Regions from separate parts of the Mus musculus genome. Here region 1 is linked to region 2. A link is a contact called in public Hi-C data. All regions are on one chromosome and are shown on one strand. Each heading gives the region's core, a stretch centred on a gene start, on an enhancer-like site or on the middle of the called end of the contact. The rest is flanking DNA. Distances are from core to core; before and after follow the strand shown.

Region 1 (3,355 bases), core at 558-3,057, 330 kb after region 2:
ATGTTGGATACTCTGAGATTATATTCTTGGTCTTGTTAATGGTAATTTGTGAATTTGGTTGTATCTCTTTATTGAATGCATATATTGCTTCATTAACTTGGTTGGTCAGGTCGATGGCAGCTCAAGTCCCTCTTTCCGTGTTCTATGTTTGACCAGGAAGCTTCTGATTTTTTCTAATTCATACACAGTCCTGGTACCTGTTAGATACAGTGGCAATATTTATACACGTGATTTGATTTTTTCTTCTTTGAATCTCCCCTTTCACTCTTCCATACTCCTAGCTGCTCCATATTCTCTTCTTGCTCCATATGCCAGAAACTCTGTGGGTTTTCTGTCATTTCCCTATATCATGATTGGAATCTGCTGTCAGGACAATGCCCCATAAGAAGCATCTCATGAAGGCATCTCCTTGATGTCTTGACTCTTCACACAAATATCTTGCTCCAGAAATCTCCCGTGGTGGTCTTAGGGCATTTATACAAAGTTTATAGCTGTTATCTGTGTTATCAACATATTGAAGCCTTTCTTTTCTGTCCTGGAAATGGAATCTGGCATTTAACTACAGGTAGAAACCACAAAGCAATTAGATAAAATCTAGCCCAATTTACTCTTCAACCACAATCACTATCGATTATACTTATCACAGCATTGTGTGAGATACATAGCATCACCTCATTGTTCAGATAAACTGTGGTGTTGAGAGAAGTTAAGTCACGTGCCCAGCAGCTTACAGCTCCTAACTGGGACTTTATCCAGTGGGCTGAGATTTAAGATTGCACATTGGCTGGGAAGTTCCATTCCTCTTGAGTTTTGAAGAGCCAGAATGAACCCCAGTTCCCCTGCACCATTGATTTCCACCCAAAAATTGGGAACTCACGGTTGTGCTTATAAAAGTCTGTGGCTTCCTTTCTTCATCAGGAGAAATGAACTTGAAGAAGTTCCTGAAAAGGATATGGCACAGCTTCATCTTGGGGGTGAAGACAGTATGTAAGTGAGGATACCAGTGTCCAGGGGAATTCCAGTCCTCAGACAGGATAAAATGATATCAGCTCCTCCCTTATTATGGCTTTGGTCAGTAATTTTTCCTTTGAACCTCAGGTTTTCGAACTCCAGACTGAATATAAAATTCCCAATCCAAAATACAGCAGGATTCAACAAGAAAGCTGACTCTTAATTTAAAAAAATACTTACCATTTTACCCTCATGGGTGTACCTGAATGCATGCATGCATGTAGGAGCCTGCAGAGGTCAGAAGAAAGATCAGAACCACTGGTACCAGCGTTAAAGATGCTTGTGAATTGCTACTTCTGGGAACTCTGGTTCCTTGTAAGAACACTAAGTGCTTTTAAACACTGAGTCATCTTTCCAGCCTGAATATTTTATTTTAAAAAGTGTGCATGTGTGTGTCTGTGTCTATGCCTGTGTCTGAGTGTAGAAGTCAGAGGAAAATCTTACCTTCTGCCTTGTCTGAGGCAAGGTATCTCATTACTTGCTCCCTGCTACTTATCGCAGGCTTGACAGCCCACAAGCTTCCAGGGACTCTCCTATCTCTGCTTCCAATTTCCACAAGGTACTGGGACCACAGACACACATCACTACATCTTGCCTGACATAAGTTCTGAGTATCAGATTCCCAATCTTCATACTGGCACTGTGTGCTGGTTAACTTTTGTCAACAATACAAACTGGAGTCATTTGGTAAGAGGAACCTCGACCGAGAAAGTGCTTTTATTGGACTGGTCTGGGGCATGTCTGTAGGGCATTTTCATGATTAATGTTGATATGGAATGCCCTAGCCCACTGTAGGTGGGGCTGCCCCTGGGACTTTGGTCTAGATTGTATAAGGAGGTGGCCGAGCAAGCCAAGAGGAGCAAGGCAGTGCACATCCCTCCTAAATACTCTGTTTCAGTTCTTGCCTCTAGGCTCCTGCCTTGGCTCCCCTGAGTGATTGGCTTTGTCCTGTAAACTAAATAAACATTTTCCTCAGTTTCCAAACAAGCTGCTTTTGGTCAGTGTTTTATCTCAGCAACAAAAAGCAAACTGGCACAAGACAAATGCTTTGTCCACAGAGCCATCCCCCTGCCTGGAGTCTGACTTTTACACCATCCACTTTATACTTCACAGCTGGCAGGAAGTGTACTTATGAAATCCGCATGAATGGTGGTCTCCAGACCCATGCAGGAGGAGCCAGAGGGACACACTTTAGTGGACAGAGACCTGCACTTTCTCTTTCTCCTTGGATTGAGGTCCTACCAGGCTAGGATACCAGTCCCCATACAACAGACCATTGTGTAGTGGCTCCTTGCTACCACCCACTACCACTTCCTTCCTGTGTGACTTGGGCCATGGCAAATGATCAAGCAGCTAAGAAAGTTGTGCACTCCTGCTGTAGAAGTGGCTCTGTCATTATTTGGTCTTCCCTTTTCTTTTAAATTTTCTAATCCCTGTCCTCTTCCAGGGATGGGAAAGTCCCACTCCAACCCCATATACTCACTATGGTACTAGGTACTAAGTTATTATAATAGAACAAACCACATATAATTGTGACTCCCCAGTCTCAGTGAGGATGGACTTGAATCCTTTGGACTTTCATTTGGTTGCATATAGTATTTCAATGTATGTTCTTCCCCTTTAAACAATCCTCTAGGTGGCAGTGTTGGAAATTGGGGCCTAATGGAAGATGCTTGGGCTTGGAGCATTGGTGTTGAGCCTCATAGGTGGGTCAGTGTCAATCAAACAAGAGCTCGAGGCTGTGAATTTGATTGCTCTCACCTATGTTATGACAGAGGCTGATACAATAAAACATCTTGATCTTCCCAGAAATCACAACTCATAGGAAACAAATTCCTTCTCTTTGTAAACCCAGTGTTTGGTACTATGATTTTGCAGTCCAGAATGGACTAAAACAGGAGTATTGAATCAGAGATTTTGCCTTGGGGCAGTTTGCATGGGGGCTTGGAAGCTGAAGGCCAAACGTGTACGTGCATCTATTTTTAAAGTGTGTTTTGGGAGCTACGTGAGAATGGGCTCCTGCAGTGAGCTTCAGCATTCTATCTCTGGCACACATCTGTTCTTTCTGACATATCTGCACTGTCTCCTGCCTAGCATGACTTTCCCCCTGTATCCTGTTTGTCCAAGGACAATTTCAGCAAGCGAAGGCTCAGAAGCACATGTACTCAGTGCGTCATGACCTCTCTCCAGTTGACAAATCCCAGTTCCCCAAGACAAAGCAACCTTGTACCCTACACTGCACAGTGGAAAATGCATTTGTCTGGGAAGGTTTCTGAGTCCACGTCTGCTTGGTGACAGCTGTCCAAATAGAAGAGGTGTTATGCATTTGGAAAATGAAGTTATT
Region 2 (3,408 bases), core at 1-2,500:
TCACCCAGTCTGGCTTCCCTTTCTCCTCTCAGGCTTTGGTCTTATATTCTATGGGCTGCAGCCCACTCCCAGGAGCTTAGCTGTGAGGTTTTCTCACACTGGAAGGCTGCTCCCTCAGACGTCACGTGGCTCATTCTTTTACCTGTGTGAGATCTTAAGTCACAGACCTTAACTCTGAACCCCCCACCCCTTTTTAAAATTAACTCCTTTCAATACTCTATATCTCGATTTGAAAGGAAGCCAGGGCAGAGACTGTACACTACTGTTACTTTTCTCCAGTCTTAAGAGATTAAACTTTATAACTGAAAAAAGAAGGTGGTTAACCCAGAAGGTAAACTCCTAAAGTCAGAACCGTTTCCCAGATCATGTCTCCATTCTGTGTCATCCGCCGAGGATAAGCCTCCTGGTGAGAAGTGAGCACTTTAATAATTGTTTGTTGAATGGAACTACATCACAGCTCTGCTTATGAAAGACATCGAGACTGTAAGGAACAAACTAGCATTTTAATGAGCTTTTGATTCTAGAATTTGGGCTGGGCTCAGATAGGTGGCATTTCCAATATAGACCAGGGTCTACTGGTCTCCGCTGAATTTCTGTCCCTCCACAGTTATCTGCCAGGCTGGCTGAGACACCTCAGTTTTACTCCACAGGGGCTCTTGGAATGGTTTATAGAAGCTGTGTTTTACCTCATTTAAAATGTATTCACCAGTCAGACAATGAGAAGGTGTCTGTTATTCAAAAGGCATCCTTAAGGCTGCAAAATTGATAATAGGCAGAAGCTGGCCTCAGTGCACCGTGTTATGCCCTCTCACTGTGGGTGAGACATCAACGCCTGCCCTTGACTTGGGGCTGGCCCTGTAACTTGCTTTGGCTGATGGTATATTAGCAGGTGAAATGCAAGCAGGGATTTGAAATAGGCTTGTAGGCTGGTGCTGGCCACGCAAGTGTGCCTGTGGAGAGACACTTAGAGCAGAGCAGAAGTAACTTAGCTATCTGATAGAGGCCAGTGCAGATGTGCAGAAACTAACTGATAGGCACATGGGCAAGTCGTTCAGTGTCAGCAGCAGAGCTGCCTGCCTGACCCTGGGCTGACCCCAGGTACGTGCACTGATTGCTCCCATCTCACTTGTCTCCACAGAGCATCTGTGATCTCCCTAGAGGATTTAAGGAGTCCCACAAGTCTAGTTACAGACCTAGCTCTGGAGGAACACGGTGACAGTGGCCAGACGCATGTGGGCTTGGGCGCTGTGCTGGACCATCCTTCACAGAACTGGTGATTCCTGGTAACCTCCCCTCCAGTGATGGTGCGCAGGCTTCCTTTAGGAAAAATCTCCCTTCTTGTCAATGAGCTGGCCCCGGTAAGACCCTGACATCTGATAAAGAGGGGGTCACGAACGGCAGGAAAGGAAGCTGGCTGCTGCTGCTGCTGCTGCTGCCCAGAGCATGCCTGTGGTGATGGATGAGAGGCCTGGCGGCCCGAGAAGGATGGTGATGTTTACGTTTTCCAAGGCAGGGCATTTCCTCCCAGGGCACAGGGTGAGTGGACAGGGTCAGAACAATCCCCTTTACATTTCTCCCCCTTTATGTCTTTTTTATAAGAAATAACTATTTTTGAAACATGATAGGCCCAGGAAACTGCATCAAGGTTATGTTCTCTGACAGATTTTTCCCTTTAATTTTAATTTTTTGATGGAACACTGAACTCTCCGAGCAACTCAGAGATGAAAAACATTGACCCATTCCCCATAAAAATGCTCATAAATATGAAATTTTACTTAAATGTCAGGGGATTTATCATGTCTGTGAAGCTCAGGAATCTAGATTGGTTCTAGGGAGAGTTAGAGAGATAAAGAGGGAGGGGGAGGGTAGAGGGAGGGGACTTGAGGAGACAAGGGCCTTGAAGGTTGAAGGTGATAGTTTGGTTGTGGTTGGAGTATGCCCTCCTAGAGGACTTACACAGTGTGCTGAAGGTTTGATGATCCCTCATGCAGTATTGAGGAGCATGGAAGCCCTAGAGGTGGAGCCTAGTGGGAGGTGGCTGGGCCTTGGGGCGCCACTCCTGGAAGGGATTGGGGCTCATCTTGTGGAGTGGGTTAGTTACATAACAGCCAGTTGTTAGCAAAGAGCAAACCTGGCCCAGCTTCCCATTTGACCATATAATCTCCTGTTCCTGTAAACACGCCCAAGACTGTGATGTTGTCTGCCTCCGGGCTCCTATCAGAGCACAGGGCTATTTAGTTTTAGACTTGTAGCTTCCAAAACTGAAAGCTAAACAGTCCTCTTTGCTTAATAAGCATCCAGCTTCAGGTACGCTGTGGCAGTACCAGAAAATGGGCTAACTGAATAGGGGGAGACAGAAAACTGGCAAGGAGACAATCAGGAAGAAATGAAACAAGTTTAGAAGCAGACCTATGGAGGCAGTTCAGCCATGACCCTTCAGGCTATAGATGGAGGCCCTCTTCTCTAGCCCTAGAACCTACCCTCCAGCTCATCTCAGCTGCTGGCGCCACCTTTGCTATCGAATGCTGCAGACTTGCTCTCTTCTATCACGTCTGCTGCTGGAGACTCCATGAGGGTGTACACTAATTGATTTGTTCCTCGTAACTGCAGAACACTGTTATACAATAAGAACTGATGGCATGTGAAGTGCCCACGCCTTGGTAACAGTCACTTAAGTGCCTCCCTTTTCCTGTTATTGACAGGAGGTTTCTTCAGGCACGTGTCCTTGTTCCTGAGAAGCTTCTGTGTGGTCCTTCTTTAAAAGTAGCATTCCTGGGTGATGTCTTTGACATTATTGTCACCAGCTCTGTGAGAGCATCATATAATATACATTTTCTCCTTTATATTCTTTTCCATGCTTAGTGTTTCCTGACTTACATTTTGCAAACAAGTCTGATGCAAAACGATGTGTCTTAGTCAATGTTCTATTGCTGTGAAGAGACACCATGACCAGGACCTTATAAAGGAAGCCATTGACTTGGGGCTTGCCTACAGTTTCAGAGGGTTAGTCCATTACCAGCGTGACAGGAAGCATGGAGACACGCAGGCAGAGATGATGCTGGGGAAGGAGTTGAAAGTTCTATATCCATATCCATATCCATAGACAACAGGAAGAGAGAGACACTGGGCCTGGCTTGAGCATTAGAAACCCCACCCCCAGTGACACACTTCCTCCAACAAGGCCACACCTCCTAATCCCTGTCAAGTAGTGCCACTCCCTATGACAAGCATTCAAGTATATGAGTCTATGGGGGGCCAGTCCTATTCAATCTACCATATGATGCATACATACTTTAAAGATGTATATTTTATTTTTATCTTCTCCTTTTGGGGGGTATTTGTATGCCTTTGCTGTTAATTTACTATTCATATTCTTTGCCTGCTTCCTCTTTGGTATATTTAAAGTAC

Evidence for each region. A called contact is a pair of places that touch in the nucleus more often than the background predicts.
Region 1: a Hi-C map of the N1E-115 cell line shows a contact between it and region 2, with 6 times the contacts expected there. The contact joins two enhancer-like sites. A contact is called at or near these places in 13 of 484 Hi-C or Micro-C datasets (the N1E-115 cell line, cerebellar granule neurons, cortical neurons and 5 more).

What each region holds. Positions count from the first base shown.
Region 1 is chr7:123,854,529-123,857,883 of GRCm38.p6, forward strand. No RefSeq gene overlaps it. Among named protein-coding and RNA genes, the nearest start is that of Hs3st4, 130 kb to the right of the region's middle. Within about 2 kb of position 1,808, at least 2 of the 459 cell types and tissues checked have an H3K27ac peak or open chromatin away from gene starts, as enhancers often do. A contact at or near this core is called in the N1E-115 cell line, where this site is marked.
Region 2 is chr7:123,524,606-123,528,013 of GRCm38.p6, forward strand. No RefSeq gene overlaps it. Among named protein-coding and RNA genes, the nearest start is that of Zkscan2, 26 kb to the left of the region's middle. Within about 2 kb of position 1,251, at least 8 of the 459 cell types and tissues checked have an H3K27ac peak or open chromatin away from gene starts, as enhancers often do. A contact at or near this core is called in the N1E-115 cell line, where this site is marked.